2 separate regions of the Mus musculus genome follow, and region 1 is linked to region 2. The links are chromatin contacts, called in public HiChIP or PLAC-seq maps. All regions are on one chromosome and are shown on one strand. Each heading gives the region's core, a stretch centred on a gene start, on an enhancer-like site or on the middle of the called end of the contact. The rest is flanking DNA. Distances are from core to core; before and after follow the strand shown.

Region 1 (5,819 bases), core at 1,414-3,913, 170 kb after region 2:
GGGTCATTTTTTTAAAAAATTAAAATTACTATCAAGTAGTTAAATAATTTACCGGTATACGAGATATCTAACGCCAAAACTTCGATTAAAATCAGGTGAATTACACAAAAATACATCATTAATTTTAATTCCTCTCCATGGACAATTCAATTAAAGTAAGCACGGAAGGAAGCAGTCATCAGTGCGGTTTAGTTTTTCTTCAACAAGGAGAGGTGCTGAGATTATGGAAAGGATTCAGCTACAGGCACAATTCATTTCTCGGACTACGGGTAGCGGGTAGCGGACGATCTGGGTAGCAGCAGCTAGAGAGACAATCTAGCTTTATTCTAAGCCTCCCAGTCAACCCACAGGGACAGCAGCCGCCCAGTGTCCGGTTTTATGTAAATCACTGTCGGCTCCGGGCGTGGAGGGTGCTTCAGGACGCTGGCCAGCCTGGCCCGCAACACTCTAGTTTCTTAGTCCTCTTGCTCCAAGCGAAAATCGTTCGGAAAAGGCCTCAGTTGCATCAATTAGTTTGCGCAGAATGCTTCGGTGTTTAGCTTCGCCTTAACCCAATTAAGCCGCACAGCGAGCCCAGAAAGATGCGCCACCTGCGCCTGGCTGCAGTCGGCGGCCGTGGGATCCTGAGTCCTTCTGTTGGACTGAGGGAACCAAGGCCTCGGCGTCGAAGCTACATCGAGTCCCATAGTCCGGGGTGAGGCACGGGGCGCGCGCTCACCCGGGAAGGTGAGGGCCAAGTATTCCTGGGTGTTCTGAGTACAGCACACGCTTGGCTGGGGCCATTCGAGGGCGGGCAGGCGATGAGAGCGAAGGGCACCGAGAGTGTTTTGCAGCGATGGATGTGAGTGGGGGTCATCCAGACACCCAGAAAGCTTTACAATTAGCCTGAGAGCAGATGAGCCAAGGAAGACAGCTGGGTGGGGTAGGGTATACGCAAGGGTTGTGGGGAGAGCGCTTGCCCGTCGCACCCCATCCTGGGGAACTACGCGTCCCCAGCGGCTGCTCCCTGCCTGCCGCACAGCTCTTTCTTGTTGATCTGGCGCTCTGGGTTGCCTCTTCCAGCCCCTCTTCAGCTGCCAAAAGGTAGCTGCGCATTCACCCGCGATGCCTGCAAACTGGGGAGGGGCTTTGCAGGTCCCCAGTTCCCTCTCCCAAGGGAATGGTCTTGGGGAATGGAGTAGGAGGCCATCTAAGCGCCAAATGTGATGTACTATTTTAATCTAATTCGGAATCTATCACTCTTGGGTAACAAGAAACGAAATTAGAGCTGGCCCTGTGATGCTTAAAAGGTGGGAGTCTTCAGCAGTAGCCCATTAACAGTGCGTACACAGGTGCTACCATACCCGGGCACTGAAAATTCTCTTAATTTGAAATTAACAGAACTTTGTACTAAAGGCAGAGAACTGAAAACTACGACATAAGCCCTAACTACCCTATCTTTAGTTCATGTGCACTGAGGACTCAACTGGTCATGGTACTGGAAGGAAGAGCGACCTATAAAACCCTCCCTAGGGTTCCAAAATCCAAAAGCTCCTCAGGTTCCAAAAAGAAAAGCTCATTTCTTTGAAATTTCCAAGATGAAACTTAAATAAATAATAAAAATCCCTAACCTGAATGGTTACAAATTATTTTTTTTGGAAGCCATTAGCCATTTTCTCATAATCAAATTATTACATCCCATAAGATTAGGAACCTACTGTTGGTCACCACTGAGGGTTTCTGAGGTGGAAGATCCATCTTTAAGCCTGCAGGGGCAAACAAACTGTAATGGCCACACCTTCCAGTGCCAAGCAAGCTCATCTCTGTGAATTCTCTAGATCCTTCTCTACAAGACAGCTCACTATGAGATGGCACTCAAGCTTTCTCTAAATCTCAGAAAACACCTTCAGGAAGTGTTTCCACTACAGCATACAGCCCTATCTGCTGTCTGGTATTTCAGCACTGGCCAATCTAGCTACAGACAAGGGAAACTGCAAACAGGTGAACTTGTTTTAATTAAAAGGCTCCATTTTTAGTTGGGTAGATATCATCGACTCCGTTGAGCAATACTTCTTAAATTCCTCTCAGCAAATGCAAATGGGGAAAACCTAGGTTAAAAAGAGAAGAGACTCTGCCTAAGGTTTGGAAACATTCTGACTGCGAACACGAACACGAGTGAAGACTAAAGAACTCCCCCAGCTGAAGCCAGCAGTCAGTCAGTAAGCAAAGTTCTAACTTGCACTAAAAAGACCCCAGGGATTAACGGGCATTAATTACCTTACTCTAAATGCAAGTTAGTGACTTTGTTCTAGAAGCCCCTTTGACTTCGCTAATTGGTGGATGACCATTAGTACAACTGGATAGCTCATCAGAGGTGAACAGACAAGTGGGCTTTTCAGCAAAGAGAACCACTTGTCTTCACCAAGTCTTTTCCAAATGTCAATATGCTTCAAGTTATACCAAAGCTGGGAGATTTCATCTTGCTTTTCAACCTGTCTAGGTGGCCTGGGTGGGTTTCTGCCGGCAGCAGTTTCCTACCTTTGGTTTCTATGCTTCTATCCACGAGGGGGGATTAATTAGCCGGGCTGAAGCTGGAGGAGGCTGTCGTGACGAGCCCAGTGGCGATTGGCCGCCCGCCTGCCTGGCCCTGCCTTTATAATTTCCACACGAGTGCATCTGGGCTCTTACACAAACCAACAGCAGCTTCTTCTGACAGACACACACTCACCCCCGACGCACACTCTGCACACTTTTCCTCTACCTGATTAACAGTCCTGCACACACCATGATTACGGGAAAACGTAAATAAATACGGAAAGGGGTGATTATTTTGACTACTGGAAGAGCTTTGCTGGGTCTCAGCATAACTTTTGTTTTTATTACCGAGAAGGTGCTCTCTCCACGCGTCTCTCTCTGACACGGATTCTTTAGCGGAGGGGAGAAAAGGGGAGAGCTCAGCCTTTCACTTTAAGACCCGCTAGTCTCGAGCGGGGGAAAAAAGGCCAGCAGGGCAGGGCGGCCCCCTGCTGCAGCTAGTCCGAGAGAGGCTCGGTGCCTTTTGAGCGTGGTCCCCTTTCTCCACCGAAGTTGGCTCCAGCGCTAGCAGCCGCATTGGATCCCACAGCCTATTGCGAGACTCCGGTGTACAATCCGGATCTCTGCCCCAACATGATCGCGGCCCAGGCCAAGCTGGTCTACCACCTGAATAAGTACTACAACGAGAAATGCCAGGCCAGGAAAGCTGCCATCGCCAAAACCATCCGGGAAGTCTGCAAAGTGGTCTCCGACGTCCTGAAGGAGGTTGAAGTGCAGGAACCGCGTTTCATCAGCTCCCTCAATGAGATGGACAACCGCTACGAGGGCCTGGAGGTTATCTCTCCCACCGAGTTCGAGGTGGTACTCTATCTGAACCAGATGGGGGTGTTTAACTTCGTGGACGACGGCTCCCTGCCTGGCTGTGCGGTGCTGAAACTGAGCGATGGGCGCAAGAGGAGCATGTCCCTCTGGGTGGAATTCATCACCGCCTCTGGCTACCTCTCGGCACGCAAAATCCGTTCCAGGTTTCAGACACTGGTGGCTCAGGCGGTGGACAAGTGTAGCTACAGAGATGTAGTAAAGATGGTGGCTGACACGAGCGAAGTGAAACTGAGAATCCGAGATAGGTATGTGGTGCAGATCACCCCGGCCTTTAAATGCACCGGGATTTGGCCGCGGAGTGCTGCCCACTGGCCGCTTCCCCACATCCCCTGGCCAGGACCCAACCGGGTGGCAGAGGTTAAGGCTGAAGGGTTCAATTTGTTGTCCAAGGAGTGCCACTCCCTGGCCGGCAAGCAGAGTTCGGCTGAGAGCGATGCTTGGGTGCTGCAGTTTGCAGAGGCCGAGAACAGACTGCAGATGGGGGGCTGCAGGAAGAAATGCCTCTCTATCCTGAAAACCCTGCGTGATCGCCACCTGGAGTTGCCAGGCCAGCCCCTGAACAACTACCACATGAAGACTCTGGTGTCCTACGAGTGCGAGAAGCATCCTCGAGAGTCGGACTGGGACGAATCTTGCCTGGGCGATCGGCTGAACGGAATTCTTCTGCAGCTCATCTCATGCCTGCAGTGCCGGCGGTGTCCCCATTACTTCTTACCGAACTTAGATCTGTTTCAAGGCAAACCCCACTCGGCCTTGGAAAACGCTGCTAAACAAACGTGGCGACTGGCAAGAGAGATCCTGACCAACCCAAAAAGTTTGGAAAAACTTTAGAGGATGATCTAATCCAGGGCTGACAAGAATGAGCATTCTTCTCAAAGTCCCGACGAAATGAAAACTTCCTGGTTGATTCCTATGTACTATTTCTCGAGACAGTGCAAACAATCTCTTCCTTTAAAAGGAGTAACAACACAACATTTAACCATCATCTCACACAGGGGAAAAACCACACCACAAGCATCTTTATGGAGGCATCCCCCAGCTCCCCCGAAAAGTGCACAACACCCCAAAACAGCTGGCTGCAATGCAAGACCATGGCCAACTCCAGCAAAGGATTATAGTAATCTTGAGACTTAGGTGCGGCTGCCTTCCAGCAAACAGGGCCCGGATGTACCATCGGAAGCAAAGTGTAATGTATATTTTGATCTGTAACAAAAGTTGTGATCTCATGTTGTCTTTGAAAGTGTGGATATTGGTGTTTTGTGATTTGGTGATCAGAACTGAAATTACCATTTTGGAAACTTTCAGACATTTCCCACAGAACAGAGATGCATTTAAAGGTAGATTTCCTCCTGGTACTTTACCTGTCTTTCAAGTGTCTGAACTTAAAACAAAAGTTTACATTTTGTTTCAAATATATTGCTTGTTCTAACATTCCGTAAGTATACTTGAAATGTTATTTAAATATATTCAAAAATTTGAATTCAGCTTATATAATAACGCTTGAATATCTGAATTATATATATATTTGAAAATGCACTTGAAAATACACTGGATAATTACTTTTGTGATTTAGAATTTAATTTCTGTTGCTGATTTTTATTTAATTAGAAGATAATAAATGAAGTAAAATACCAAGTTTCTGTTTCTCTTTAAATTGTTGTTGTTGTTGTTAAATGAGGTAATGATGCTATTTAAAAGTCAACTTGAGAATTTTAAACATTTCGACAAACAGGTTAATAAAATCACTAAAATTAAATGTTAAAAGGGCTCTTTTTAGAACAGCTATAGAAAATATCCACTTCCCCAGTTTCTAATTTACTCAATGGTTCTTTTCTACAATGAATATATTTATAGCCTACTTCTGAGACTTTGATTCTGGTTAGTATTTCTGTAGTCGTTTGACAATATAAGGGAAAAATTACCATAGCAATAGAGAAGACTGAGTTTAAAAGCAGCAAAATCTGAGAAAAATTAACTTAAACCATAATGCAAAACTCTGAAGTTTTTATATGAAATATAAGCAATAAAATGGAGATATATTTTAACACAATAAGTGTTATTAGAATAAATTAACCAGAAACCACAACTCATTCTTACTATACAGGGAAAGCTAATGGCAAAACCTAAAGGCAAGCCCTTACTTATTTAAACACAGCACATTCATTGTCTCATTACAGAAGCTTTGGTGGTATCTCACCGATCAACAAGTGCTGAGAGGGTCCAGACCGAGGCTTTACATTAGCTAATTCAGGTAGCAATAAAGTTTAGAATTATCTTTGCCCATTTACAAATAATGTTCTATATAATGTGTCATTTCTGCATATAGCTTAAATATAAAGAATAAAATTCAAGTCTGACTATCTTAGAACTGCTTTTGAAACGATTTAAAGGAAGATCTTTGAAAATGATTGTAAAATATCCAG
Region 2 (5,765 bases), core at 1,586-4,085:
AGCTGTCAGGTTCTCTGGCGCACCCTCTCACCTGTTCAGACTAATTTCCTAAGTTCGGCAGGTCCCGGACCAAGATGGCGACCGCTGCTGCTGTGGCTTAGGTCGCCTCCCCAGCCGGGCGGGCACCTGTCCTCTGGTCCGGAAGGTGGCCGGCTGTCCCCGGCCCACACAGGGTGCTGCCTCAGCGCCTCTGTGCTTCCGCCTGTTCCAGAAGCTGTCAGGTTCTCTGGCGCACCCTCTCACCTGTTCAGACTAATTTCCTAAGTTCGGCGGGTCCCGGACCAAGATGGCGACCGCTGCTGCTGTGGCTTAGGCCGCCTCCCCAGCCGGGCGGGCACCTGTCCTCTGGTCCGGAAGGTGGCCGGCTGTCCCCGGCCCACGCAGGGTGCTGCCTCAGCGCCTCTGTGCTTCTGCCTGTTCCAGAAGCTGTCAGGTTCTCTGGCGCACCCTCTCACCTGTTCAGACTAATTTCCTAAGTTCGGCGGGTCCCGGACCAAGATGGCGACCGCTGCTGCTGTGGCTTAGGTCGCCTCCCCAGCCGGGCGGGCACCTGTCCTCTGGTCCGGAAGGTGGCCGGCTGTCCCCGGCCCACACAGGGTGCTGCCTCAGCCCCTCTGTGCTTCTGCCTGTTCCAGAGGCTGTCAGGTTCTCTGGCGCACCCTCTCACCTGTTCAGACTAATTTCCTAAGTTCGGCGGGTCCCGGACCAAGATGGCGACCGCTGCTGCTGTCTAAAGCACCTTTCTTAACGCCCATGGATCAGCCCTCCCAGTGGGGGCGTGGGGGCACAGTCCTGAGGGAGCCTTTGATGATGAAGCCCTCTCGATCTCCCTCTCTGCAGACCCTCTGGAGATTTTGCCAACATAGGTGTCGGGACCTGTATCTTCTTCTCCCTGATTAGCAGCTATGAAGGGAGTGGAGATCCTATTGAGAATTTTTATTCTATGTGACTCTTTAGCGGCTTTAATTCCTAATAAGCATGATATTTCTAGAGAACACGGAGTGTTCTTTTTCCACAGCCTGTTAATGTCATAGCTACTGGAAAGCTGGGAGGGGGTGGGTGTCCCCAGGGCACCACAGGGCAGAAACAAAAGCAGGCAAGCAGACAAGGACGGAACACTAAGGGAAAAGACTTAGAAGTGGGAAACAGAAAGAGCAGAGGTTAAGACCCAGTGGAGTCCGTCTTTCCAGCCTACCCCCGCCCCCCACAGGCAAGTTGGTCCTTCTTGGCCTCTAGCTGTTACTGGCACCTGAACAGCTGACTCTGAGGCAAAACCCTGCCTCTCTATGGACAGGCCTGGAAGTGCTGGGGCTGGAACCCAGGGCCTTTTGCATGTTCAGAGAGGCCCTCTATGGTCTCACCCCCAGCCTCACAGCCAGCAAGCTCACACCCTGCTCCCCATCATCTTGAGGGCCTGTGAAGGCCAAAGTATGAAAGCCTGGGCTAGGGAAGGCGCGTGTGAAGGAAGCATTTGCCTTGCCACGTGGGCTCTGGACAAAGAGCTAAAGCTCTCCAGGGCACCACTTCCTAACCAGAGTTTTGCCTGCATGCTAGGATGGTTTAAGAAACAGAGGAAGAAACAAGGCAGGGGTGGGTGCATTGTGGGTGTCTTCCCTTTCCTCAGACAGCCTATCCCAGGTCCCAGGTGACTACTGTTGTGGTTTATCAAAAGGAAGAATCGGGAATATGTTTGGTAGAAGTGTGGTATGGTGCAGGACGGGGTAGGGGTGCCCATGCTGAGGTATCCCTTCCCCCTGAAGTACTAGTCACATGACCAGTATAGTATAGAGTTGCATTAGGGCATGGGAAGGGGAGTTGAGGGAGTGGAGACAGAGAAAGGCAGAGAGAGAGACAGAGAGAGAGAGAGAGAGACAGAGAGAGAGAGAGAGAGAGAGAGAGAGAGACAGAGAGAGAGAGAAGAAGAAGAAGAAGAAGAAGAAGAAGAAGAAGAAGAAGAAGAAGAAGAAGAAGAAGAAGAAGGAGAAGAAGAGGAGGAGGAGGAGGAGGAGGAGGAGGAGGAGGAGGAGGAGGAGAAGGAAGGAAAAGGAGGAGGAGAGGCCTGCCATTAACAGGTGGAGAGAGTGGGGAGGGGAATGGGGAGAGAAGAGACAAGAGGAGGAAGAGAAGAGAGCAAGAGAGTAAGAGAGAGCAGAAGGGGCAAGCAGCCCCTTTTATAGTGAGTCAGGCATACCTGGCTGTTGCCAGGAAACTGTGGGGCAGAGCCTAGAAGGAATGCTAACAACTTCTCTTAGCTATTCACAGTTCCAAGGCCCAGAAGCCAGGGTTCAGCTGATGAAGCTGTAGAGCAGGGACTTGGCTGGATCAGTGGTGTTTCTCCGTGTGTGCAGAGTGAGGAGTCTGCCATCTTCCAGCCCTGCTCCTCTAGGGATAATGAGCAGTTCTACAGGGTCTACATTTGTTTAGTAACTTGACTTAGGAGCCTGGCCTAAGCCCCCACTCTGGTCCCTCTGAGAAAATTCTCCTTCCGGCCATGAAAGATGGAAGCACCTCTCTGCCCCTTGGAGGCTGAGGAAAGACAGGAAACCAGTGCCAGAGAGAAAGTCACGTCTTAATCCCACCAGGATGGGCCAGGCCTGAGGCTGGGCCCCTGGAGTTCCCCTTACCCCTACTGGTCCTGTTTAGATGCCTGCCTCCATACCTTCCTGAAGTTTCTCATTACAGTGTCTTCTGGAAACGGAGCTGTCATCGTCAGGGAGCCCATTTTTTTTTTTTTTTTTTTTTTTTTTTTTTTTTTTTTTTTGCTTCCCTTGTCTATCTGCCTCCCTCCAGCTTCCTTTTACTCTAGTTACCCTAGAGTTGAACCCAGTGAGTCTCTGACGGGCTCGATCTCCGAATGCAGTTGTTCTCTGGAGCATCAGAGAGTGGAACTTGGCTACCTGTTTTCACCAGGTAGCAGTCTGTTCTTTAAGGTGGGCTGTGGGAAGACTCCCAGTTGGTTCTGTCTTATCTGGGCCATCTGAGGCAACCCCATGTGCTTTAAGGTCCTGTCCCAGCACCCGGCCTCTGTGTGCAGACTTCCCCAGGGGCAGCTCTTCCATCCACGTTCAGATGGCAGGCAGGTCTGAGGAGGCAGCCTTCTCCTGGCGGTTCTAGTCTGAATGGCTCCCCTCACCCCCCACACCACAGCAAAGAGGACTTCTGTTTTGATTCTTGATTTTCTCACATTTCCCCTTTAAAGAGCCTGCCTTCTATCTCTCTTCTTTTCATTTCTAGCCCCCCTCTGTTCCTCATCAATGTAATTTTAAAGTGAAAGCACATGGCCTCAGAGCCAGGTCTCTCGGTTTACTCAGCTGCACCTACTTATTCAATTTAAATGGGAAGGCTAGTTTACAAACTCAAAAACTAAGTCCTGGCCAATGAGAAGAGCTGTGTAAACACAGGTCTAATTTCATCTCTAGTCCTTCCCCTCCGCTCCCAAAAGACCCTCCTAGAACAAAAGCCAGGACACAGGACATAAAGTGTGTGTGTGTGTGTGTGTGTGTGTGTGTGTGTATAGTGGATGTATGAACACACACACACACACACACACACACATTCTTGTCCTGGTCGTTTCTTGATTTCTAATTGTGAATCAGGATAATCAAGTTGAACAGGGTCAGAGTTTCAACATGCAGTGATTTCTAGCAAAGTGTCAGTTGGCATTTTGGACCCTATTTGATGCCGTCTCAGCTGGAAAAGGATATGGCTGGTGTGTCTAGAGCCTGGCTGGGTAAGGAAATTCTGCTCTCCTTCCATGAAAGGGATATATTCGTTTTGCAATCTTAATCCTTTTTGTTTTCTTTTAGGAGCAAAAGGATAGGAAAAAGATGAATTTCTGGCATTCTAGCCGTTCTGGGGAAGCAGGATGAGAAAGCAAACCAATCTGAGAAACTAAAAATAGAGCAAGGCTCTGGTAAAACAACTAGACCTGCAGTCACCTCATCCTTTCCTGAGCCCACTCAGCCACACCACTCGGATTTTATCTTCCTGGGATTGTGAAATGATCAAGAATCATTTTGAACTGTGAGTTGTCTATTACAAGTCGGTCCAGAATTAGCCATTTTCATTCAGTGTTCTGCACAATCAGCTTAGATACTCTGTGACTTGGATATGAAGGATTCCCCAAAAGGCTGATTGGCACAGCTTGGTTGCCAGTTCATGGATTCAGGAATGGACAACTGACTGGCAGATCACAAGGCCTCTGATCCATTGATGGACAGTCCAAACTAGGTGGCATGTCTGGGCAGTGAAAGAACTACTTCTTCTTCTTCTTCTTCTTCTTCTTCTTCTTCTTCTTCTTCTTCTCCTTCTCCTTCTCCTTCTCCTTCTCCTTCTCCTTCTCCTTCTCCTCCTTCTCCTTCTCCTTCTCCTTCTCCTTCTCCTTCTCCTTCTTCTTCTTCTTCTTCTTCTTCTTCTTCTTCTTCTTCAAGATATTTTGCCATATTGATGACAATTGACTAAGATAGTGCCCAAGGTCACCACTTAAAAGAGGGAATACTTACTTTGTCTCTGGTTGTAGAGGTCTTAGTCCATGGATATGCAGCCCTGTTGTTTCTGGCTCTCTGTCATGGTCATGGGACTTCTCCTGGTTCCCCAAAGAGGGAGACAGTGACACATCAAAGGAACTGTTCTGCCCAAGTTCAACCAATAAGTTTATTGGGATTGTTTACAGGAATATGGGGAAAGGGTTACTTATAGGTGCCCAGGCACCTCAGAGGCAGCTGCATCATGGAACAGCCCACCCCTGCCTAGGCAAGGACCCTTCTGGAGAGTAAATTTGAACTGCCCTCCAAAGGTACATTGGTGAATGCTTGAATGATAGACAGTCGTGTCAATAAAACCATCTCATACTCAAAAGAAAGAATAAAAAAGATCCTTAGAGAGAATCCATCATCCATAGTCCTCCAACTCCCATCAGGCATCTGGCAGATGTTGCTTCCATGGTGCCCCTGGGAGTGTATGGAACCTTTAGGAGGCAGGCCTCAATTGAAGGTCTTAGGCCATTCACAGCATCCTTGAAGAGGGTTACAGTACCTTGGTCGCATCTTTCACACTCTACTGTGAGGTACACAGGCTTCCTCTACCATAAGCTCCTCTCAAAATCTTCTGTGTGCTGCCTGGAGCATTGTGGGATGGAGTGTCCAGCCATGAGTGAAAATAAATGTTTCCCCTTAGAAGTTCTCTCAGGTAGTTTGTAACAAAATGTGAGACAGCCGTCTCCCTTAACCACCTTCCAGAAGACAAGGCAAGGTTCCCAGAAGTTTTGTCACAGGACACGTTTCCTTTCTGTGGTGGGTACCACTGCCCAGAATGATGTCTGCATTCACCTTTATTCCTTAGAGAATAGTGTTGTGACTGTCCCACTGGTCAGCAAGCAGCTTTCCTCTGTACCTGGTTCCTACTCAGTTTCAGCTTCCCACCTCATGTTCAGCTGTCTTCTGCCTGGGAAGGTGAAGTCCCTTTGTGAAGGGCAACTTAGATTTTTTTGATTACCTACAAACATCTTTAGTGTGTTTGTATTCTTGAAAAGCTTTTGCTCTGTTAATGCAGACCACGAGACATTGGTTGTTGTTTTTCTTTCAAGAGCCCTGAAAAACACTGCCCCTTCATCTTGCGGGTTTTTATATTCTTCTTCTTGAGAATCAGCCAGATGTCTGATGGGGGCTGGAAGATGATGGATGATGGATTCTCTCTAAGGATCTTTTTTTTCTTTCTTTTGAGTATGAGATGGTTTTATTGATATGATTTTTATTGAAGCGTTTATA

Evidence for each region. HiChIP or PLAC-seq counts read pairs in DNA pulled down with a chosen protein or histone mark.
Region 1: an H3K4me3 HiChIP or PLAC-seq map of craniofacial prominence shows a contact between it and region 2, with 2.9 times the contacts expected there. The contact joins the promoter of Mab21l1 here to the enhancer-like site in region 2. A contact is called at or near these places in 11 of 39 promoter capture datasets (the 3T3-L1 cell line, 3T3-L1-derived adipocytes, the C10 cell line and 7 more), 1 of 15 datasets of contacts at CTCF or cohesin (the NIH/3T3 cell line), 4 of 484 Hi-C or Micro-C datasets (cranial neural crest, embryonic stem cells and muscle stem cells), 4 of 115 datasets of contacts at active chromatin or transcription factors (bone marrow-derived macrophages, craniofacial prominence, embryonic hindbrain and 1 more) and 3 of 9 other capture datasets (adipose tissue, liver and pancreatic islet).

Annotation. Positions count from the first base shown.
Region 1 is chr3:55,779,847-55,785,665 of GRCm38.p6, forward strand. Mab21l1 (mab-21-like 1) reads left to right here and starts at 2,664. Exons shown (of 1, transcript NM_010750.3): 1 at 2,664-5,441. The coding sequence starts at 3,148. The coding sequence ends at 4,227. The region is part of intron 41 of Nbea (neurobeachin); the gene reads right to left.
Region 2 is chr3:55,609,581-55,615,345 of GRCm38.p6, forward strand. No RefSeq gene overlaps it. Among named protein-coding and RNA genes, the nearest start is that of Gm43549, 31 kb to the left of the region's middle. Within about 2 kb of position 2,836, at least 20 of the 459 cell types and tissues checked have an H3K27ac peak or open chromatin away from gene starts, as enhancers often do. A contact at or near this core is called in craniofacial prominence, embryonic limb bud and second pharyngeal arch cranial neural crest, where this site is marked.